Regions from separate parts of the Sus scrofa genome. Here region 2 is linked to region 1. A link is a contact called in public HiChIP or PLAC-seq data. All regions are on one chromosome and are shown on one strand. Each heading gives the region's core, a stretch centred on a gene start, on an enhancer-like site or on the middle of the called end of the contact. The rest is flanking DNA. Distances are from core to core; before and after follow the strand shown.

Region 1 (6,501 bases), core at 2,995-5,494:
GAAAAAAAGAGAGACCAATATAGATGGAATGGAACAAATGAAAAAACAGCAGAAACAGGACCCAAAGAGGGAGACAAGGCTCAGAATCCAATGATTTGTAAGCCTCTCTGGATTTTATTCTATTTGTTTATTAAAAAGTGACTTCTAAACTGCAAGTTCCATGAGGGCAATTCTCAATATCAGAATACATATTTTCTTTTTTGTATCATCAGCATCAATCACGATGGTTGGCATTCAGCATGTGTCAAATTTTGCTAGAATGAATGGCTATAAAGAGATCACAGAACTTCTCCATATAAACAAATGAAAGGAGCCTCAGAAGTCATTCTGTCTAAATTAGAGAAATACTCACATGATAGAACAGAAATTATAGTCCCCTGTCTACAAGAGAGTACTTTTCTAAGAATAGTGATACAGAAAGAAAAAGTAATCTTGAAACCCTAAGGACAGCATGTGAATCAATGTTCCCCGCCCCCTTTCCTGTAGCACTTCCTTCATATGGAACCATGTGAAACAAGTCAGTTCCCCAACTAGTATGCAAAAATAGCGTGTGGAATATAGGTGATGTTAGCTGACAAAGGAGTAACTCTACAATTCTATGTAATTTCCAGCCATTTAAACCAATTTTGTTATGTTCTGGTAAACCACTGAGGGGTGCTTTCCTCCTAGGCAGGATATTTTTTCCTAAATTTTAAAAGCTCTCAGATTTACCTGGAATGACAAACCCACAGCAACAGACAAAAGAAAAGTAGAGAGTTCCCATCACGGCTCAGCAGTTAACGAACCCGACTAGCATCCAAGAGGACACAGAACTGATCCCTGGCCTTGCTCAGTGAACTAAGGATCCAGCGTTGCCCTGAGCTGTGGTGTAGGTCGCAGATGCGGCTCAAATCCCAAGTTGCCGTGCCTTTGGTATAGGCCAGTGGCTACAGCTCTGATTTGACCCCTAGCCTGGAACAACCTTCATATGCCCCCAGGTACAGCCCCCCCAAAAAAGACAAAAAAAAGGTAGGTGCTTTTTGTGTTTGGTAAAAAGGTACTATCTTACTGTGTGTACAGAACAATTTACAAGGTCTACAAAGTTTAGAATAAAGAAAACTATACCTCAAGGAGTTTCAATCACCGGAAAAAATGACAAATTAACAAAGCCCAAATCAATGTGAAATGTTAATAGAAAGGACCCTGTTTAGATCAGCCAGAAAAGGCCTAAGGAAAATAGGGCTTAAGTAAAGTAACAACAGTTTGACAGATGGGAGATAGAAGAAGCTCTTATAGATGCAATAACTTTTGCCAATATGCCAGAATATGTCAAAAAAAGAAAAACCATTTAGAGTAACGTATTTGATTAGAAGCAGAAGATACTGGCAAAAAAAAAAAAAAAAAAAAAAAACAGGGATTCTTACAGCTAAAATGAATCTTTAAAGACTCTAAAAGCCCCCTAATTCCAAGAAGAGAAAAAGTAGACCCAAAAAAGCCAAACAAGTTTTACACAGAGCTAATGAGTAGCAATGCTGGCCAAAAAAAGTCAGGTTTTCTGATTCTTGTTCACTAAGCATGGTGGGAAAGCACTGTACCAGGTACTCTTAAAGAATCCAAAACAAACACATTTAAGTTACTCTATCTTCAAAGAACTTAGAACGTTGCTTAGGTGATAATGACACACAAAAAAAGAAAAATATAAAAACAGGATGTGAAAAAAATTTTACATCCCTGATCATGCCCTTTTTACAAAACTGCGTAAGGCATTTAGGGTGCTGGAAGATTAGGAACAAAAAATAAATACAAAAAAAAAAAAAAAAAAAAGAAGCAGCAGCAAAAAGCAAACCAGTGATTAAGTGGTACTTGAAAGAAAAATTATTTTGATGATTTACGTTCAGAATGGCATGAAATTAAGGCAAGAAACTGGAGAGGAATTAACTAACTTTTTCAAAAATTGATTGTTTTATAAGCAATATCAATATATAGTCAATCAATCATGACATATATAAACTATATATAGTCATGAAAATGGAAATAAAAGAACCAATCAGGAAGTTCATGTTTGCAAAACTACTTCAAGTTACAAAAGAACCAGTTACCATACGTAACTAACAACAAGTTGCACAAGTTCTGAGTGTAAGAAGTTTATAAGGCAGATTTGGCTCACTGATTTCCACCAACACAACCACTGACTAAGCTATGCTTATGAAAACAAAACCACAGAATAAAAGAATTTTATTTTCCAAGAGAATTGTGAATCTTGAGATTATCTTTTTTCTTTTAGGAGTTCTGGTTTGGTTTTCGATCTCACGTTAAACCAATCAACTTGCTCTGCAATCCATAAAGCTACAATGTCCAAAGAGATGATAAACTATTCATGGATAAAAAATTCCTGAAGATACCACCAGCAAAAGTCCTACTGACTAACTAGTCAGTACATTTACAATATCTCATTCACCATTTTACTCCTCAGATGCTTCACTGGCTTGGCAGCCTCCAGTTCCAACCACAAGTACTTTACCAAAATATCCCTCAAATCAGCAACAGTGTCTTAGAGTCAATCCATCATACCAGTTTTATAACGCAGAACCCTGAGATGATCACATGTATATCCAAAATCACCAGCTGAATTAACTACTATCAGATGAAATGACTTGTTGGTATATTTTTAAGTGTTTTACAGAAAGCTTTAGACCTACGTATAAAAAAGAACTGGTATGATTTGCATTCTCTATAATTAAAAAGAAAAAGGAAAAAACAAAAAACAAAAAAACAACTACAGACCAAGAATCAAAAATAGCTTTACACAAACAAGAGCAAAATTGTAGGTTTTGCTGAGGGCATCAGCCACTTAATTTAACCCCACTTCATCAGGAGCAGGAAGCCATGCTGCTGTTTTCATCAGTTACTAGGAAACAAGTAAGATAAAGGACAGACTGGGCAGTCGAAATTAATATTTTGATGCAATTACTGAAAATTCCCAAAGTGTCGCTAAGAAAAAGCGTCTATCAAGGGCTCCCTCAAGATGAGTATCTGCAACTGAGTCAGTGGTTTAAGGGTAGGAAAGACACCTTCGAGCTTGGGGTTGTTTTTTTCCCCTTCTCTAGCCCCTCCTCCCTTCCCCCACCTAAACAGGAAAGAAAGCGCGCCCAGCATAAACACAGGCCAAAGCTCACGGTTTGTCACCACAACACACTGGAGGTTAGACCAGCGCTCTTAGAGACAGAGCCCCAGGTCTCGGTTGCTAGGCACAAAAAGGGCCTCTTTCCCACAGACCTGTGAACAGCAGGAGCCTTACCCAAGAGTTTTAGTAGTTTCCTCATAACCCGTTTTTTTTTTTTTTTTTTTTAACGAAAGCTTTGGAAAACTGGCGACAGATAGCAAAAGTTTCCCTCTGAGCCAAACCTCTAGATCTGCCTTGCACAGATATACATCAGGTGGGCCGGTCCCACCGAGTCTCCACCATCATTACAATTTACCAACCTAAGGATTAAAAAACTGAAGCCGAAAGGATAGAAAGGCTTCCACACCCACCCCAGCAGCGCCGTCCTTCCCAGACACCGCTTCCCGGTCCGCAACGGCACAAATAATCCCAAACCATGGCGCTAAGCAGAGCTGTGAAATCCACACGCAGAAGCCCCACACTGGGAACCGGCCACAGCAGCCGGGGGAAAAAAACCGGCCGGGTGAGGAGACGCCAGGCGGCCCCCTGTCATCTGAGGACAACAACACGCCCTGGAGAGAAGTGGCAGGAGATAGGGGGAGTTGCCCCGAAAACAAGACCCGAGCCTCCCCACTTTCCTGGGAACGCCATCTCCTCCGCGGCCACGAACGGCCGGGCCGCAGGACTCGGCGCCGGGTCCCGGGTGGGGGCCGCGAAGGGAGGCGCCCCCCGCAGGCCGGGTGCCCGGGAGAACCCGCGGCCGGCCCGGCCCCGCCTCGGGGAGCCGACGGGAGGTCGCTCCCGCCGGGGCCCCTGCCTGCCCGCCTGCCCGCCCGCCCGCCCCGACTCACCGCCGGTGTGTCTGGTTCTCAGCCGCGAGCTGGGGCTGCCGTGAGGAGGCGGCGGAGGAGACGAGATCCGGGGCCCCGCCGCCGGGTCATCATACCCCCGCGCGAGCCGGCCCGGGCCCCGGCCCCCGCCCCCCGGAGCCGTCCCTGCGCCCGTCCCGCGGGGGGAGCCCCCTCAGCCTCCCGCCCGTGCCGCCGCCCGGCCCCTCGCCGCCGCCGCCGCCGCCTCAGCCCCGCGCACTCCCGCCTCGGCCTCCCGCTGCCGTCCGGGGCCACCGCCGGCCCCTCGCTCCGCAGCCGCCGTTGTCGCCAGACCAGATAAGCTGAGCGCCGAGCGGCCGCCCCCATCCGGCCGGCCCCGCCTCGCGGGAACTAGTCCCCCGCCCCGCGCCATGACACCTACTGAGGCGGAAGTGCCGGAGGGCGGGCGGGTCAGGCCGACCGCATCGTACTGATGGGAATGGGAGTGGGTGGGCCTCCGTGGGGAGCCAGCGTGGATCGCGTGCGGGGGTCGGATTCTCCGCCCCCTCCGCACGGCCGACTCCGCTGTGATCAAAAAGTGCTTGGTGGCGGTGGGGAGGTCCAGCTTTAAAATGTCATCCCCGCCAATGTGACATCACCACCGGCTTGTGTGACACCCCTCAGAAATTGGGCAGCGCGCAGGGAGGCAGTGCCTGCCCGGGAAGCCCCCCTGCTGGTGAGGAATTACCTCCGTTTAGGCTTTACTGTTCCTCGCTATCTAGAGACGTCCTGAGTGACAGCCGCGTAGGGGATCAGTAAGCCTCCACGAACATTAGCAGCCCCTTAAGGTGCTCTTCCATTGCCACCTTGGAAACCTTGGTTTGCATTGGATGAGAAAGAATAGCTTCGCACTGAGCCTAACCCCTCAAAACCTGTAGTGAGCAAATACTACCATAATTTTCTCTTCTCTACCAGGAGATAGTAAAGCCGGGTATTCAGGAAACGGCATGTGTTGGGCACACAACATTCTGAAAAAACATAAACACTGCATGGAAACTGGGTTATCCTAATAGAAAGACAGTTGCCATCTCCCAGGGCCAAGATATTCTGGAACACTTCAGATGTACCTCTCACTATGTGAAATGCTCTGATTCCTAAAGTGTGGGACACTTGTAGGGAGAAGGTAGTATATATATATATATACTTTTTTTTTCATCCCTCAGGTGTTGGAGGCAACAGGGATCTGAGCCCTAGAAAGTAGCTGTACAGCAATAATACATAAATACCAGATATGTATTTGCATATGCTCTTTAAGGAGTGGGTAGATATGGCTAAGACAAGATTCTGCTATCAAGTTCTATTTCTCCGGTCTCACTCATACATCCTTGACCTCTTTGAATCAGAGATAATTTTTGTGAAGATGTGCTAAAGTGATTATACTACCTTTGGGATTCTCTCCTGGCTTAACAACACTGGGAGCAGTTCTGTTTTACTGGGAACAGGGAAGTGTATTTCCCTAGAGAACTAGGGTTAACAGAAGTGTTCAATCCCATAGGGAAGCTTTGTTTGCTTATTTTCATAGAAACTTAGAGAACACAAAGTCCTACACTGGGCTAACCTGGGAAACATCAAGACACAGAGTGCGGGTGAGCATGCCTGCCTGGGGAACCAGGAAAAAGGCAGAACTTGGGTTCTGGGGTAGAATAGATTCCAATTGAAAAGCAGGCTTCAAACACACTAATTGCTTACCATGTCTTGGTTCCAGCCAACTCCATGACAGGCTTCTAAGATCCTTCTCTCCCAAGTTATATCTGTTTCCTCTTTTCAAACCCATGGCAAAATCTACCTGTTAGAAAGCCTTTCCTGATTGATTCTCGTTGTTCACTTCAGTATCTTCATTTGACTACTTTATTTCTTGTGTCTTATTTATTTATACTTTATCTTATTTATTATCTTATTTATTTATTTATTCATTATCCTTAGATCATTTCTTCAGTATATATCACTACATAGACACTTTCTTAAAAATCTAGTATTTTCCCCCCTGTGATATTCATTCATCCTTCGGACAAACTGTGCCTGCCTGATGCCAGGCATTCTCCCAGACATTGGATCATATGCAAAATACATAAGATGGGACCCTTTCCCTCAGAGAGTTTACAGTCTAGTGAGGGGAAAAAATACACAAAGACATCTATATTTAAGATTTGAGGACTTCCTGTGTGGCTCACAACATAACTACTCGGCGTTGCTTCTACAGTGGCTGTGGCTCGACCCCTAGCCTGGGAACTTCCATATGCCGCAGGCGCAGCCACTTGTTTGTTGGAGTTCCTGTCGTGGTGCAGTGGTTAACGAATCCGACTAGGAACCATGAGGTTGCAGGTTTGATCCCTGGCCTTGCTCAGTAGGTTAAGGATCCGGCGTTGCCATGAGCTGTGGTGTGGGTCGCAGACGTGGCTTGGATCCCACATTGCTGTGGCTGTGACGTAGGCCGGTGGCTACAGCTCCAATTAGACCCTAGCCTGGGAACCTCCATATGCCATGGCAGTG
Region 2 (6,078 bases), core at 3,474-5,973, 490 kb after region 1:
TCTTTAAAGAAAAGGTAACAGGAAATTTTTTTTGTATTGCAAACCTGGGAGGCTAGCAATTAACTCTAATTTCTCTCACCTTTCCCTTCTTTAAATGTTAACAACCACCTCAACAAAACTCAGCCCAGGTCCCACACTACCCGCTGAACCAAAGAACTAACAAGAAGATGCAAAAGGTAAGAAGAAAGGGGTAGAAGTCTTCGTTATTGACATGAAATAAACATCCTTACTTAAAAGCATTTAGGAACTTCTTCACCAGTGGGAAAAGTACTTCTAGGAACGTGCTCATTTGAATAAAATTCCCTTATAAACTAGATGTCTCAAAGGGTCAGTGGCAAAGACTCTTACCTACATTTAATGAGCTTTAAACAAGATCTGTTTCAAATTAGCTTTTGCTTAAACACCCTGAAACCCTGTTCCTTCTGATTTTCATCTCTAGATTCAGTATCAGACGGAGTAGTTGAATGCACTGCGTGCATGATGATGGCGCAGACAATGATTTCATGTACTTACTGCATCAATACTTGATCTTTGGAATAAAGCCCACATAATTTACAACCACTGAAACACGTGTTTAAGGTTTATGAAGCAAATATTCCATACAACTCTGCACAATCATAGTTTGGGGAATTTTCAACAAAATTAACTATTTCTATCATTAATCACGACAGAAATTGTTTAAAAATATACCCTTAAGTAAAAATCAAAGAAACTAATCCTAGTCCCGGGACTATTATCATGAAACGATTCCACCAGAGGGCCAAAGTTCAACTTCCTTTACTACAGGGAAAAGACAAAGTTCAAATTCAAGTGAAAACTTTTCTCCTTGCAGAAAGCCAAATGTCAAGGTTGGAGTTAAGAAACAGGTGACTAGCAGGGCCAAGAATTTGGTGGCGCAGAAAAGAACTAAGTATTACACTAACAAGAAGAATTCAGTAGGAAATTCCTAATTCTCTCACAAAAGATTCAGATTAGGAAACTTACGTTAAAGAGTTACTTTCAAATCTCCATTAAAGATTAGAACAAAAGAAAATGCATCAATAAGCCCTTAAGTCAAAGCTAAAGACAGTCACTGCCAGAAAGAACCCTCACTAAATGAACTGGATGATGGCACTGGCTCTGGCTGAGCTCCCTGTAACATCTCCTAGATGAAAGGGGAAATTAAGAAAGAAACAGTGCTACGCCAGGTCACATCCTACGTCCTGCTCATCCTTCCACCATGGACTTTGTCAGAATACAGTATGAGATCATTCCCCACCTTCCAGGAAGGGCTGAATTTACACGGTGCTAGTTTCTAAATGCCATCATATATATATATGCACATTTAGTTTAATAAAAATTTATTAATCAAGACAAGAGACAGAGTGCTAAGTACACTCAACCACACCATATTAAATTGAAAAAATCCATTTCTCTCACAAAACTTAGATAAAAGGGAAGGGGAACCCCAATTTTCAGCTCAAGTTCCTTTTTAAATTCCCTTACTCTGCGTGTTCATACTTTTTTCAAATTTAATCCCAACAGTACAGAATCTTTGTCATCTCTGGAGATAATACATATGCTGTTTTAAAACACACTCAGTTTTACAAATAACCACTTCGAGTTCTTACTTTCTAATTTTCAAAGTCATGTGCTTAACTGGCAAAAATCTTGCTATTTTATGGCAAATGTTGTTTATATAAAGCCATTTAAGAAAGCAATGTATTAAAAAATGAGAAACAAAAGATAGCAATTTAATACAATGCCTAACATGAGGCTATTAAGAAACAAAGAATACTGTTTTTTTAAGAGATTAACAACTTGCTTAGAAACAAGAATATTAATTCAGATGACATACAGCAGTATCCCTTAGAAATTGCTGAAGCAGAATGCATATTTAAAAAATAGGTGTAGTTTTCAGAACGTTTATTCTTGATAATTACAAAATGTGCTATACCCAGTACGCTTTATTTTGGCTAACATTTAAAATAGGACAGTATGCAAGAGGGAAAATTTTTATTACTATAAAAATGTTATCTACATTCTGGGACATATGATTTTTTTTAACAGTTAATTAACGTCGCAGAATAAACTCTAAACCTTGAATTATTTTCTTAAGTTTTCTAGAAAGATTGAGAAAATGTCTAACATACAGACCAGACTAATATCAATGAAAGACACATTTCTCCAGTCTTCTAAAAGAATCACAGTAACCTGAGAATATATCGCTTTCTCCTTAGTCTATCAATTTTTAAAGTTTTTGAAAATAAGTTATACATACTCTCATATATGCCTCTAATTATGCCTCCAATGCATCAAAACAAGACACAAAGCAATGATGCAAATGTTCTCATTATTCCCTGACTCATGGGATTTGAACTAAATTGCCCTTAGATCAGTAAGTGCTGGTTTATAGTATTTTGAATATTACAGAGAGTGCATGACTGGCTAAATTACAGTCCCAGAAGCTTTCCTCTACTCTTCACATATGGCTCTAAAAGTTTGACTTAAAAAAGAATTTTTGAATTCAAAAAAACATACAGAAAATGATGTTCAAAGTCTACCAAAGTTTTTTAAGTTAACAAAAAGACAACCTCACTTAAACTCGTAAGCTTAAAATGAATGGGATGGAATCGACCATATGAAGAAAATCTTAATATAAGATTGCAGGGACATATGAGTGTGTGCGTGTACACGTCCACAATACACACAGATGGACATTGCATCAAAACCCATCATGTTCCCATCAAGCCTAGACTATTAAAGAGATTTCCAAAGTGAGCTGAGAAAGGAGGAAAAAAAAAAATGTGAGGGAGATAACATGTTAGATTTCTCTCCAGAATTTTCTAGCATCTTGCAGTGAAGGTGTGGACTAATTGTTCTAGCCCAAGTCATAATTAAGCAGCCCATTATGTTTTGATGCACCGTATATCCAGTAGAGCACATTCAGCAAAAGTAGTCTGATATCTAATAACGCTGTAGCCATAATTCTCTTCCCTACAAACATCTCATGCAACTGAACCCCATTCTACCAACGCTGAAACGAAGCGATGCTGTTGACAACAAATACAAGGGAGCTATTACCTCCTATCAGATTTCACTGTACGCAGTCTGATCAATGCTTTGAAACTGGCAAGTATGCCATAAACGTAACGAGCTTTGCAGCAGATTTTAAAAGACACCAGGGCAACGGGGGCCTTTGAAACCCACCACTTCAACAAAATTCTGTAAAACCAAAGATTTACAAGAGATTTTACTCCAAGAGGCACCTAGGTCTTCCTTGGAAACCTAGACTATTAACAGCTTCCTGCAAGAACACACCATTCTGGCACAAATCGCATACTGTACACCATCGGCACCCAGACACCTGAACCACCTGGGCTGACAAGAGTTAGGCTGTCAGCTCCGAGGTGTTGCTAGTGTGCAAGAAACACTGAAGCAGCTAAGCCCTTTCAGGTACACTAGGTGGTAACCTTGGCACCCAGTGCCTCAATAGTAAAGATCTTTTTCCCTATCTGAAAATGCGGACGATTGTTCCAAAGAAAATATTACAATCGTGAGGACCTTTTCCACAAAGGAGAGCAGAAAAAGGCTGGGTTTTCCTCCAAGCAAAAACTGCGGTGGGAGACGGAGCTACAAATTAAGGAAACCCAGCTCCTGGTGGCCATCCCATGACAGCCCGGGCGAGCCATAGCTCAGTTTTCCTACCAGCAAAATGGGAATCACCCACCGCCACCCCTCCCCTTCGACAGGGAGTTCTGCACACCCAGGTCTAAGACTACCCTGGACGACTAGCGGGTGTGGGGCGGCTACTCCCCAGACACCCACACCGGGCTCCCCCCACCCCCGAGACATAAAGGCAGGGCCAGCGTACCTGGCTTCACAGTCTTGAGACGGATGGGCTCTCGGAAGTGGCGGATGACAGCCAGGGTATCCCGGTTGGTAAGCCCGCTGACAGGCGTCCCGTTCACCTCCAGCAGCACATCCCCCGGGCTGGGCGCCTTGCCCGAGACAACGCAGCAGGTGCCCCCACCGGGCTCCTCGCGGAGCCGCCCCAGGTAGGGGAACTCGCCGCGCTCCGCGCCTCCCCGGATCTCGGAGCCCAAGTCGCCCGGGGGCCCGGCCCAGGACACCGCGCACTCCTGCACCTTGCTGAGCCAGTGCTTCTTCTTCTTCAGTGTCTTCGACATCCCGAACCCCGCTGCACCATGGGGAGGACCCCGCGCAGGCGGCAGGGGTGCCGCTCCCGCCCCCTCTCAGCCTGGAGACCCCGGGCGGCCCGCGCAACCCGGCGAGGGGGGCCTCACCGCTCCGGCACCCCCCCCACCGACCACAGCCCACTGGGGGCCGGGCCGCTCCAAGCTCCGAGACGCCCCTCGGACGCCCTCCCGGTGACGCTCCCTGGGGCTGGCCGGAATCCGCGAGGACCACCCTGGGTTAGGCTGAAGAAAGGAGAAGGGGATTGTCCCCGGGCGGCTCCAGAGGGGTTTCGGGCGGGGTCACAGCCGACGGCTGGCCCCCGGGCTCCGCGCCGGAGCGGCGGGAAAGGCTGAAGCAGGGGGCGGGGAGGTGAAGAGGGAAGAGCCGGAAAGGAAAAAATCCGTCGGGGGCGCGCAGAAGCGCGCGTAGACCCGTCGCAGGATCGATCGTGGCCGCTGCGGAGCTGGAGCGCGGAGACCAACGCCTGCCCGAGCTGCCAGGAAACTGCCGCTTTCAAACCCGCCGCAACCTCCTCCTCCCTCTTCCCTTCCCCCCGCCCTCGCCCATCCCTCATCCAGAGCCCCGCCCCCTCCCGCCGCGCGGCGCCCGGCGCGCTGCCGTCACTGACCAGGCGCTTGGGAACGAGCCCCAGCACTCGACTCCCTTACCGGGGATTGGTCCCCGGTGGGCAGGGGGCGGACCACTGACGAGAGAGAACTACCGATTGGCTGGTGGGAGTGGAGGAGGCGGGCACTAGGATGACTGAAGTTTAAAGAGGGTGGAAAAAAGAAGTTTGAAGAGTGAGAGAGGGCAAAGGGAGGGGCAGGGGAGTGGGACCAGCTGCTGTCCGCAGGATCGAAAGAGGCCCGACGTGCAGCCGTGCAGCCGCTGGAACTGGGCGAACCCTTGGATAGGAAGAACCTAACTCCCCGAGGTGTGGGCGTGGCAGCAGAGCCGGGCGGAGTCGGGGGCGGAGTCTGGGATTCAGCCCGGGGCGCAGAGGCTAGCGGGTGTACTTCGCTGGGGAGACGACGTGCTGAGTCTGAGGCCAGGGGTGGTAGGGCCTCGGGGTGACCGGTTACAGCCACCCTCTTAGAATGAGTCGATGTTTCTCGTTCGTTCATCCATGCAGCATAAGTTACTACACACCCGTAGAGGCAAGGACTCTGGAGTCCCGGTTGATGGAAGGTAGAATCCTACATATTGCTGTGTGACCTCGGGCAAATTAAACCTCTCTGAGCTATAGCACCCTCCATGTTGTTGTGCATGTAAAATATCAGTATAGCGCCTGGCAAAGGGTGGGTACGCCTTACCACTTGCTAGCTGAGGAAGAAGTGGACTTTATGTCAGAAATTGTGCTATCTTCTGAGATTCAAGGATAAGGAAGACAGATCCTGCCCTCAAGGAGGTCATAGCCTAATAGGAGAGACTGACGAGTAAGCAGACTGCTTGAGGTGAGGTAGGGTGGGGTGGAGGCAGAAGATGGGTTAGGAACCAGCCTAGTAGCTAGCAGAGCTGGGTTGGAGTCCTGGCATGCTTCTTACTTGCTGTTTGACCTTGGCCAAATGACAGTTTCAAGTTTACTCGCCTGAAAAGAAGGTGGAGGGACAACAGTGAATAAAGGACATCTTAGATCCCTTCCAGCACTAATTTTTCAGGAATTCTTCTTGAGCTTTCTCTCCTCCCCAGCTTGACTCACAACTCTCCCCTGTCTTTGTATTTGTAAAAATCCTATCCATCCTCAGCCCAAATGCCATCTCTTCCAAGTAGCCTTCTCTGACATCTTGTCCTCAGGTGGAAAGTGTTTTCTCTGAGCTATGATACTTTCACTTTTGCAGTATGACATTTATGTAGTCTCATCTCTCTTTAATGGTTGGGGAAAGCCCTTATTTAAACTGT

The links. HiChIP or PLAC-seq counts read pairs in DNA pulled down with a chosen protein or histone mark.
Region 2: a contact with region 1 is called in an H3K27ac HiChIP or PLAC-seq map of alveolar macrophages. The contact joins the promoter of MAGI3 here to the promoter of HIPK1 in region 1. A contact is called at or near these places in 1 of 47 Hi-C or Micro-C datasets (heart right ventricle) and 1 of 2 datasets of contacts at active chromatin or transcription factors (alveolar macrophages).

The regions. Positions count from the first base shown.
Region 1 is chr4:106,622,870-106,629,370 of Sscrofa11.1, forward strand. HIPK1 (homeodomain-interacting protein kinase 1) reads right to left here and starts at 4,245. Exons shown (of 16, transcript XM_021090012.1): 1 at 3,994-4,245.
Region 2 is chr4:107,115,320-107,121,397 of Sscrofa11.1, forward strand. It overlaps MAGI3 (membrane-associated guanylate kinase, WW and PDZ domain-containing protein 3), which reads right to left and starts at 4,724. Exons shown (of 21, transcript XM_001925127.7): 1 at 3,854-4,724. The coding sequence starts at 4,169.